Linked DNA regions of Mus musculus: all the other regions are linked to region 3. The links are chromatin contacts, called in public Hi-C and targeted proximity ligation maps. All regions are on one chromosome and are shown on one strand. The core of a region is the stretch at or near the end of the contact, and the rest is flanking DNA. Distances in the headings are between cores, read along the strand shown.

The links. A called contact is a pair of places that touch in the nucleus more often than the background predicts.
Region 1: a Hi-C map of the G1E-ER4 cell line shows a contact between it and region 3, with 2.4 times the contacts expected there.
Region 2: a contact with region 3 is called in a targeted proximity ligation map of memory CD8 T cells, with 6 read pairs.
Region 4: a contact with region 3 is called in a targeted proximity ligation map of memory CD8 T cells, with 30 read pairs. A contact is called at or near these places in 1 of 484 Hi-C or Micro-C datasets (CD4 T cells) and 1 of 130 datasets of targeted methods (memory CD8 T cells).

Annotation. Positions count from the first base shown.
Region 1 is chr19:32,509,087-32,511,786 of GRCm38.p6, forward strand. All of the region lies in intron 4 of Minpp1 (multiple inositol polyphosphate histidine phosphatase 1), which reads left to right. Among named protein-coding and RNA genes, the nearest start is that of Minpp1, 25 kb to the left of the region's middle.
Region 2 is chr19:32,572,845-32,575,544 of GRCm38.p6, forward strand. No RefSeq gene overlaps it. Among named protein-coding and RNA genes, the nearest start is that of Gm36419, 31 kb to the left of the region's middle.
Region 3 is chr19:33,100,250-33,102,949 of GRCm38.p6, forward strand. It overlaps Gm29863 (a long non-coding RNA gene), which reads left to right. Exons shown (of 5, transcript XR_386659.2): 4 at 484-620; 5 at 1,503-1,912. Among named protein-coding and RNA genes, the nearest start is that of Gm29863, 16 kb to the left of the region's middle.
Region 4 is chr19:32,270,672-32,273,371 of GRCm38.p6, forward strand. All of the region lies in intron 3 of Sgms1 (sphingomyelin synthase 1), which reads right to left. Among named protein-coding and RNA genes, the nearest start is that of Sgms1, 120 kb to the right of the region's middle.

The sequences.
Region 1 (2,700 bases), core at 80-2,579, 590 kb before region 3:
TAAGTAAAACTTAAATGCCCAGTGATAACTAAGTTGAATTCAGGCTATGGGAAACAACATAATGAAGAAAAGCATATGTTTGAGACTTAAGCAGTTAATGCTCTGAGCTGTTACTAATGGAAGGACCATGTAACACAGTCTGTCATGGTCTCAGACTTAGCCCAAGTACCCAAGCAGCTAACTTGGAAGGAGTTAGAGCCAACCAGACTGCATAGAGAACTCTCCCTGACCTTAATTTAATGTTCTTCCCGTTGCTTAATTGAAAGTAGGCTCAGTTTGCCTTCTTACCCTTACAACCTCAACATAGTTATCTATTGAACTCTTTCTGTGTTGTATTTGAAATGAAAAAAAATCAAGAATGAAGTTAGTGTGTGCGTGCGCGCGTGTGTGTTGTGTGTGTGTGTTATGGGTGTATGTATGTTTTGGATATACAAGGCACTCCCTGCCTGCATTCCCAGAAGCAGGGAAGTGGAAGCAGAAGCATCAAATATTAGACAGCAGCCTGGGTAAATGGTGAATCCCAGGAGAAATCGGCTCTGTGGTGAGACCCAATCTCTAAAGTCAAAGCAAGGACAGATCTGGAAGTGTAGGGATTGGCAGGATGCTTGCCCCATGTATACAAAGCCCTGGGTTTAACCACGAACACAGGAGAAACAAGAAATTTTAACAGTTTTTTTTTTTCTTACTGTATACCACTTCTGACTAAAAATCTTAGGTAGATGGTCCTCGCCTTTAATAATCCTTGGATGAATTTATGCCAAGTAAGAACTTACACCCTGTGATTTGATATGGACATGCCTTTAAAGTTGGTGAATCCAGATTCCTAGACTAGAAGCCTTGTGACGTAGCACTGACACACCGCGCAGTCTTGCAGAACTCCCAGGTGGAATACTGTTCTGTTCCCAGAAAGCTGGCTTGAGATTATTTTAAATCAGCAGTGGTTTGGAAGTAAATGAGTGTCTGTTATCTTAAATGGCTTGTCCTACTCTATACAAGAATTTCTTACACACGGGGATGTTTCGGTTTTTCCCAGATCACTTATTTTAGATGGTCCTTTGTTTTGGCTCTGATTGTATCTATTAAACTTAGCCACAGGCTACCTGGACTTTTTATTTATGTTTGGTGCTTTGGGATATCTGGTGATTTCTAAAATATGCTGCTCAGTCAAGTGACTGTACTACTTGCTGTGGTGTTTGTCTTCAGTGTGGTATTTACACTTATATTTTAGAACGAGAACCAACCTGAATGGCCTCTTGGACTCTAAACCCTTACACCACTAATGAGTATGACCTCTGACCCCTGCTGCTGGAGCTACCCCAGCTCTTATGGTCTGTGACTATTCGCTCTCACACATTGATTTGCTGCTCTGTGCCTCATGCTAATGTATTGCTATGGGTCAGTCCAGCAACTGCAGAGGAAGTGGCTTATCTTCCTTTGGCATAACTTGCTGAGTGTGTTCTTGTGCCCTCAGAGTTCAGCTGTGGGGGACCCACCTTCCACTGTCCTCACTTCAGCAGATGCTCACGTTTATGAGGGCTTTGACCCAAATGAGCTTGCATCCAGAGTCAGAATAGCAAGCCACACATTTATTTTGAATAATTTTCAGGTGTAGTCTACCTGAAGGAAACTAATCTAAAACATTTGACTTTATGGCCTGTGTGGTAGTCCATGCCTTTCTTTAATCCTAGCACTTGGAAGTCAGGAGTTCGGGGGTAGGCAGATGAGTTTGAGGCTGGACTCGTCTACATAGTGAATTTCAGGCCAGCCAGAGCTACACAGTGAGACCCTGTCTCAAAAAAAGGAAAAAAAGAACTAAATAAGACTTGGGGTAATAGTTTTCTAGAGGTAGGCTATTTTCCTTGAACTCCCCTTGTAAGTTTAGTGCATGGTATTTTTAGTGAGGTTAGCTGGCTGTGCTGACCAAGGTGGCCGTGTCCTCTTCATCTTTACACATGGGCTCCTGCACTCACAGTGCGAGCCTGCTGCTGCACTTGGCTGAGCTATCAGGGGCAGGGAGCAGTGTGTGCACGGACTCTCCAGACACTGCCTCTTAGCAAGTCCCTCCTGAGATGAGAGGCTTTCTCAACAGTCATATGCTGCTATCTGTACAAGCCAGAATTACATTTCCTTGTTGTTATCTTACCTGCTTTTCTCTACGCCCCACCCCACATGAGAAGAGAAATGAACATGGTACCGAGCCCTTGACAAGGAGTAATACTTATGCCACGCCTAGCAGATCAGTCAATGGAGCTTTGAAAAGGCTGTTCCTTATTGCTTCTTGCAGATTTTAATATGGCCATTTTTTAAGTATCTTTTATTTTAATATGAGCAGCACCACCATGTTCTCTTGCTCTTAGTTATAAGAACATCTGCTTCCAGCTGGATGCTTTGAGCTGCAGTAAGAGCAGAACACACATACATGCATGCACACACACAAAATCATGCTCATTCTTCCCTCTTTGACATTATTTCATAAACTTAAAACATCTTTACAAGCCGGGCAGTGGTGGCGCACGCCTTTAATCCCAGCATTGGGAGGCAGAGGCAGGCGGATTTCTGAGTTCGAGGCCAGCCTGGTCTACAGAGTGAGTTCCAGGACAGCCAGGGCTACACAGAGAAACCCTGTCTCAGGAAAAAAAAAAAAAAAAAAAACCAACAACAACAAAAAAACAAAACAAAACCATCTTTACTATAGTCTAT
Region 2 (2,700 bases), core at 102-2,601, 530 kb before region 3:
ATACAGTCTTAGTGGGGTGTGTGGGTGGGTGTATATACACGTGCACGCACGAGTGCATACACGCATATGGGCACCCAGACCTGTGTGCACATGTATACCATGACATAAGTTTGGAGGTTAGATGGAATTGGTTTGCTCCTTCAATCATTATGTAGGCTCTAGGGGTAGAACTTAGGTCCCCACGCTTGTGAGTCAGACACCTTTACTCATTAAGCCAACCCTCTGTCCTGGCACAGTCTCTTACTCTTATGCCAATAAGGCTTTTCTGCTTCAGCCAATGCAAAGTGCTCTCCCCTTTGTTGAAGTTCTTCAATGAGGAGCTTCCCAATGAGCAAGCCACACTAATGGCCACCTTGTGTTGCCAGTGAAGCTCCAAATGCCCAGGTCTTCCTGGCTGATGGTGCCTGCATCTTCCTACTCTCTCTGCTCCAGAAGACAGTAAGGAAGAAGATGCTATATTCTTGCCTCTCACCCTTGCTACTGCTGAGAGTAGACCCTGAAGCTCTGGTGGAGTTTGGTTTAAATGAACTCTTTTCCCAGCCACCCGCTGACCTCTGGCCTGACTATCAGGCTCTGTGTACCGAGTGCTAGGCTAGGTGGAGCAGATCTGGGAAGGCTTCCAAAACAGTGGCTGTGGGCGAGGCCAACACAGGAGCAAGCAGAGTTGCGTACTAGATGCTGCCCATGGGCACTCTGCTCTTCTCTCAGAAGAGAAATCTTGGAGGTTACCACCTCAGTCAACCAAGCAGCTTAGATTTGGGTGTTTGGGCATAACGAGCACATGTTGAGAAGCCTTTGACGAGGATTTACAGGACACATAAATAGTTTATGCATCTCACAGAGGAGAACCGGCATGTGCACACCTAACTTGCAAGAATCCTACATGAGTGCTTAAAACAAAAGAGGAAGAGTTAAAGTGTTGTGAGCTTGCCCTACGAGTCACCGGATGAGCCTGGGATGAACAGCAGATACAGCCAAACGTGAGAGCAACCTCCCTTGTGGACTGAAACCTTCAGCAAGACTGGAAAAGTGATGGCAAAGGTCTGACTGCCTAAACTTTATTTCTGCCAGAGGTGTGAGAGTGTTCATAGAAGAAGGCAATGGGGATAATGAACAAGGGAGCGGCATCCAAGGAAACCCTGTTTAGCATTGTCTGCATCAAACTGCACACTTGGAATGTACTTGCCTTTGAACTTGAAGAATTTTCAAGGTTACGATTGACAGTGCATGAATTCCACCCTTAGAAACCAGCCTTTACCATGATCCCCATTATACTCCAGTGAACTCCTCTCTATCTCACCAGAGCTTGCCTGACGCTCACAGCAGTAAAGTGAATGGCAGGATTCATAAGCTGCAAGTCAACAGCCAGTGTGGAGTTCAAAGCTATGAAGTTGGCACGGCCTCAGTGCTTAACCAACTCACTTCATGGCTTCCTCATTCACAGCCCTGCTACCTATATATCTAGGAACATGAGATAGGACTGGGTGGCTGATGGACATCTTTAACCAAGACTCTGGTATGTCCCAGAACTTTCAGAGATCAAGGCCACCCATATCGGTAGATTAACATTTGGTGGTTTTCAAAGGCCCTGAGCTCCACAATTTCCTTGTTTCTCTCCTCAGATCTTTCACCTGATATTCTGTGAATGACCCTCATCCTGAGTTATAGCCCTGAAATAAAGCCCCAAAGGCTCAGTGGTATCTTGAATATATAAACCCTCTTAGATCTAAGACCAATCCATCTGCAATGAACTTTGAATTCCTGGGGTCTTTATTGAAGTCATGAACTCGGAAAACTAAGATGTTAATAATGCCAAGATCACATGCTTTACAAACCCCGTTTACCACTTCCTGGAGGTTGTAAACTGTGGTGAGGTATGGGTGGCATCGCTACAGCTTTTCCCACAAGAGGAAAACTTGAAACAGGTAAGAAATAGTGACAGAAAGCTCTCCCAAGAATCAGTACCAATGGCCAAGGAGCACACAAGAAGATACTTAACCTTGATAATCAGGAGGGGGAAAAAATCAAAGGGAAAACCCCCACAAGATACCACGTCACAATCACTGGGAGATTCATAATTTTTTTAAAGGCCAACAGTGATGAGTATGACCACAGAGAATTGGAATCTTCCTACACTGGTTGATGGGGTCGTCAACTTGTTCAACATCCTTGAGAAACAGCTTGGCAGTCCTTTAAATGGTTAAACACAGATGGTGTGCTCCCCCAGTGGTCTGACTCTCAGGAAACATACCTCAGGTGTGAGAGAATGCCTGTGGTTGGATGTCTATGAAAACATAAATCATCAAAGACTTCAAAACTGATCTGTTTTGCACAGTTGCCTAAGCTCCTCCTTCGCTTATGCAGAATTACTTTTCCATAAATGATTGCAAGCTGGTGATCATTTTATTCTGCTTAAAATGTTTAAAATGGACTGCCTGTATAGAGGCTGGGTCAAAGCCACGATGCGCATGGACTGAGAAGCCGGACTCTGCATTTAAATCTTGGGGTGTCCTTCACTTAGTTCCTTCACCTCTCTGTACCTCATTCTCCTCCTTCATAAAGTGGAACAGCAACATAGCCTGCAGAGTGCTTAAACCCACTAAGAAATATAAAGCACACATAACCCCAGGGTTCTGCAGCTAGCTTCATTGCCTGAATTTGCCAACTCTGCACTAGGTCCAGAACAGCAAATCCTAAGAA
Region 3 (2,700 bases), core at 27-2,526:
TTCTACAGAATTAGTGTGCAGAATGTAAAGACATGAAGACCAGCTCCATCTGCTGTGCATGTCTCTTGAGGCCATTGGGGGCTTAACTTGCTTTGGGGGAGAAGACAGTAGAGTGGAGTGGGGTGAACCCGGGGGTATCTTTGCCTCTGGCCTGTTTCAACCTATCCATCAAAATGCTGACCTATATTCCAGTGACACATATTAGATCCAAGCAGGACAAACTACCCAGGGTGTCCTCCCCCCTCCCACTTAGGCAAGGGGGCAGCCACATCTGTTCTTTCTCCTCAGGCTCCAGATGTGAGCTGTGAGGGGCAGAAGGAAGGTTGTTAAGAGGCAAGTCCGGTGCAGCAGGAACAGCACTGCATTCTCAGGAAAGCAGCAGTAAGCAGTGGGGTGAAAGAAAGAAAGATAGGTTTTCGGATCCCCAGATCTCCCCCCCCCCCCAAGCCATTGTTTTTAAAATGCTTTCCTGTATTTCTGTAGAGTGGGCAGATGGCAAGATCCTGGAAGTGTAAAACAGCTACAAGAAACAAGATGATTCAGACAGAAGGAGTATGAATAAATCCTGGCTGGTCATCTCATTATTAATCAAGATACCACCACCCACCCTCTACCGCCTTGTAAGTGTGTGCGGGTACAAACACACACACACACACACACACACACACACACACTCACTTGCTTGCATCTGTGCATACATGCATCTCCCTCTATTGCTGACTGCCTTATACCCCTGAAGTAGACTCTCTCACTGAACCAGTGCCGATTTTGTTTTTTGCCTAGGCCGTGGGCTAAAAAGCCACTGTAATTCTCTCTCTTGTCTCTGTCTTCCCTGCCTCAGTGCTGGAATTACAGGCCCACTTGGGTACATTCAGTTTTTTATGTGTGTGCTGGAGATCTGAACTCAGATCCTCACATTCAGGAAATAAGTGTTCCTACCCACCAAGCCTTCTCCTGAGCCTATCTTTAAGTTTTCATGCCTTGTTTCATTTTTAGAAGGGTGCAGTGTACAGTCAGAGCTCTGTTTGAGGCTTTGGATAGGAAAAAAAAAGGCACCATTTTTACATTTTACTTATTTTGTGAATTGGCTCATTTGGAAGATGTGGGGATGAGACCACTCATTGTCAGTAGAGGAAGAAAGAGAAAATGGAACTCCTATGGAGGACGCCAGAGCCGAGAGTCAGGGCCACAACCAAAAGCCAGGGATGGTGCCCTCTAAAGCACAGGAACTGTGCCTAAGAGAGATATTTTCAAGTGGGCCTGTGGTTTACCACAGTGTCCTCGTGATCAGTATAGTGGTCAGATGTCAGGCGTAACTGAAAGTAAGTTCGTTTTCCCACAGTGGGGAGAGAGAGAGGGAGAGAGAGAGGGAGAGAGAGAGGGAGGGAGAGAGGAAGGGAGAGAGAGAGAGAGAGAGAGAGAGAGAGAGAGAGAGAGAGAGAGAGAGAAGCAAAAAAGAAGAAAACATTTGCTCATATGAAACGAATACTTTTCCATTTTAGAGCTGGGCTGGCGCAGGCTTGAAAAAAACGTACCATCACCCGTGTGATGTTTCTGAAGAAAGCCGGAGAAGCAGCAACAGTTGGTGCCTTTGATTAGCAGAACATTTCAATCCCCACCCCATCTTTTCTCCAAATAGTCGTTCACAATGCGAGTGCTCAGCCCCACTGTTTGCTCGGTTCAATAGATCTGGGGGCAAGGGTTATGCCTTCCTGTTACCATGGGGCTGGCAGAGAGAACTGGAGGCCAGTGATCTTAGTCTGAGCTTCAGGATCATGGCTAGCTCCCTACAACTGTCCCCAGATGTTCCCAATTCAACCTGCAGTGCAGATTACGTAATCATCTCTTCACGACGCATGAGCATAGGGGGAACTCTGGGCTCCAAAGAGTTAAATTGTCATCTGCAATGGAATAAATGGTTTAACCACAAATTCATCCTGTGCTCGCCTACTTATGTGTTACCCTGGGTGCATGCATTTCCCCCTTTCAGATATTATTATCTTTTATGATATCATATCTTAAAATGGCTCCTCTGTCATTTAGGAGCAAGGTCTCCTAGGTTCACCACCAGAAATGGAGCTGAGTGCTTTCTGTATTCACATATGTCACATAAGCCCTGGGAATACAGGGTGACAGTGTACCACTCACTGCCTGGAAGACAGGAAGCTGCATATTCTAGGCAGCCCTGCATCCCACCTTGGATGCCTTTTCTTTCTGTCCTGATCCTTAGCAAAACCAAGCATCCGAACCTGATCTTTCCATCTCCCTGAGCTGGGACTACCTTGAGCATCCAGTGTGAAATTTCCTGCTGACATTGTTTTGGCTGGATTGCTAGCTACATGTGGGAGAATTTAGCTCAAACAGCACAAAGCTAATAGCATGCCTCTGTGCAGTCAAAGGGAGATCAGTAGAAAAAAGGTGACGTCATGGATATTTCAGGGACTTCAGGTCTGCTGTGCAAAGCGGCTTCTTCACTACACATAAGTCAGAACCTGGAATTGAGACAAAAAACAACTCTCCCTTCTCATAAATAGCTGCTCCGGGACTCAAAAATATTCTAAATGCAATGGTTCAGATATGGTCCCTTTTCCTTGGAGATCCATCTGATTTCCCAAGTCCAATCACAAACTTCTTAATAGCATGTCATGAACCTCTCAGCTCATTATTTTTCTTCAAAGCTCTCCAGCTCGCCAGTGTGCA
Region 4 (2,700 bases), core at 155-2,654, 830 kb before region 3:
TGTCCTGGAACTCACTTTGTAGACCAGGCTAGTTTTGAACTCAGAAATCTGCCTGCCACTGCCTCCCAAATGCTGGGATTAAAGGTGTGCGCCACCACCGCCCAGCACAAAACATCTTTTTAAATGTGAAAAACCGAGTGTAGCACTGCAGTCTAGCACTTAGATCAAACTACTGAGTGATACTTTAAGTCCCATCAGTATACTGTTTCTAAGTCCTTATAAGATACTTTGTCTTGTTAGGTGCCTCAGACATTTCTAGAAGGTGTGAGATTGAAGCCTCACTTTCAAAGAGGTTAGAAAATTTGTTAAGAGCCTCTGAGAAGGCCAACAGATTAAAACAAAGCAAAACAAAACAAACAAACAAAAAAATCCTCTTTGAAGTTCGTCAATGCCAGAACCCACAATGGAAGGAGAACTGACCGCCAAAGGTTGTCCTTTGACCTCTACATGCACACAGTAGCACATATGTACACAAACGTATATACATGAACATACACATGTACATGTACACGCATACATACATAAATGTGCACAAACTATAATGCTGAATTAAAATGTATGTTTTTATAGAAATGAAAAATACAGTAACGTGGCAAGATACATGGTATCATTAAAATTTTGGGGGGCTTAGGATTACTTGCTAGATAATTATATATAATAACATACACAATTATAGTTTTGAATACAGGTATTTAACAAAATTGGCTGTCTTGTTTCACAGTCCATTTGTGTTGTGTTTTGTTATGTATATGGACTGGGTGGAGAGAGAAAGGGTTGGAGTTTTTCCACCTGTTTGAGCAGAAGGCTTCCTTTGTGGGTGGTAACTGAACCTCCCCTCCACATGATACTGGCAATTTGGAAATGTCTGGAGTAGGCATTGCTTCCTCATTACATCAACATATCATTGGCCAAGCCCTCATCGCGTCTTTAGAATGCCCTCCTCCCACGAGGCTGCTCACTAGACATAAACAGTCTGTAGATACGGCAAATCAAAAACACTTAACCTGCATAAGCTTACAGTCAGTAAACCAATGACATGAGCAGCTACCTCCAGTCTCTCCTGCAATGGAAAGATCCACAAATGAGAAAAGACATTGCAAAACAGAACAGCAAGAGAAGTAAAGGAAGCTACAGGCCTGGGCTCATTCCACTGCTAAGCGCTTAAAGGCTGAGAGCGGGATAGACGCAAGGAGTGCCTGGTGATTTCCATCTACCCACAAGGCAAAAGAAACCAAGAGCAAGCTGACTGCATTCTCTCCAAGCTATGATGAGTAGCCATGTCCCTCGTCAACTGCTCATCCCTGCCATGATATTTTTAAAATTCTCTGTACAACTGTGTGGATCAGCGTTTTTCACTAAGAATGCCATGGGGCTAGGGCAAAACCACTTTCTCTTTCAGTCTTCAGATGCTACTGTCAAGGGTGCCTCACAGGCTTTTTCTAAGGGGCGCCACAGAATACACAAACTCCTCTGTTATATCAATCGCCACAAACCTGGATAAACTTGTTCACAGGTCAGAAAATGAACCTGACACTGAAATAAGATTCTCAGCACTCATCAAGCTGCCTTATGGCATGAGGAGAATGAGAACAGAAAGGCAAGGTTAACCCACGTCCGAATCTCAAGTCAAGTTCTATTCATGTAAAACCACGACCTTAGGGAGGGAGGGGGACAGAAGCATCAAGATCAATCACTTTAAATCCTCACAGAATAAGGTGGAGGCAAAAAAATCGCCCCATCTCCGCAGGAATGCAGAGTACTCCCTTGCTAAGATGAGAACCCCAAGCTGGGAACCCCATTTGCAATGTCTCCCAAAACCCCAGTCCTGTGAGTAAAATGTGACAAACCCACCTTTCTTTGTCACTAACAAGGAAGTAACTGGGCTAGAGAGAAAAATTTGCAGGCTTGTGTGAAAAACAGCCAAACGCTGTTTTTCCAGAAGAGCTGGCTCAGAGTGCACTAATCTCTGTGCCCTGGGTTAAGATGCAGCATCTGGCTCCCAGGTCTCCACTGAAAAAAGTAGAGCTTGCAGCCTGCTCTCCACTGATAACGGTGAGAGCACGCCATGGCACTTCCTGTTCCCATCCCACCCACATCTGGAGGGAACACTCAGAACTGTGCACAGGCTCATCATGTTGATACATATGTTGAGGCTGAGCAGGTTATTAGGATATTTCACCAAGAGAGAGAAAGAATGCCAGGCTAGCCAAGTTGCACACATGATACCATTCTTCTTTGTAGCTAGAACCTGGAGTGTGAGAATATGTTACACATGTTGAGAAAAAGAGTCTTTGCCAAGAGTCTGACCAGAGGCCATGTTTCCTCTGGTCAAGACTGGAACACACAGTACCAAATATGGACGCACACCAAAAATTCATGCAAAATATCTGAAACCAGGGTGTGTAATAGGGCTCTGCCGGGCCTCTCCCATGGGGATCTGATGAAGCAAGTCTGGGTATCTGGGTGGTGCCTGAGAATCTTTGCTTTTAACAAGCACCTGAGGAACGGTATAAGCTCAGGCAAGTCTGGGGAACACTAGTAGACAATCATGCTCAGGCTACAGCCCTTAATAAGAGCACCAATTATGTACATTATAATAAATGCAAACAATAGCAAATAATGGTCTTCTTATACAATACTACTGTTGTGACAAGAGTCACTTTAAAGAAAGGTTGGTAAGTTGTGCAACAGTTAACAGCT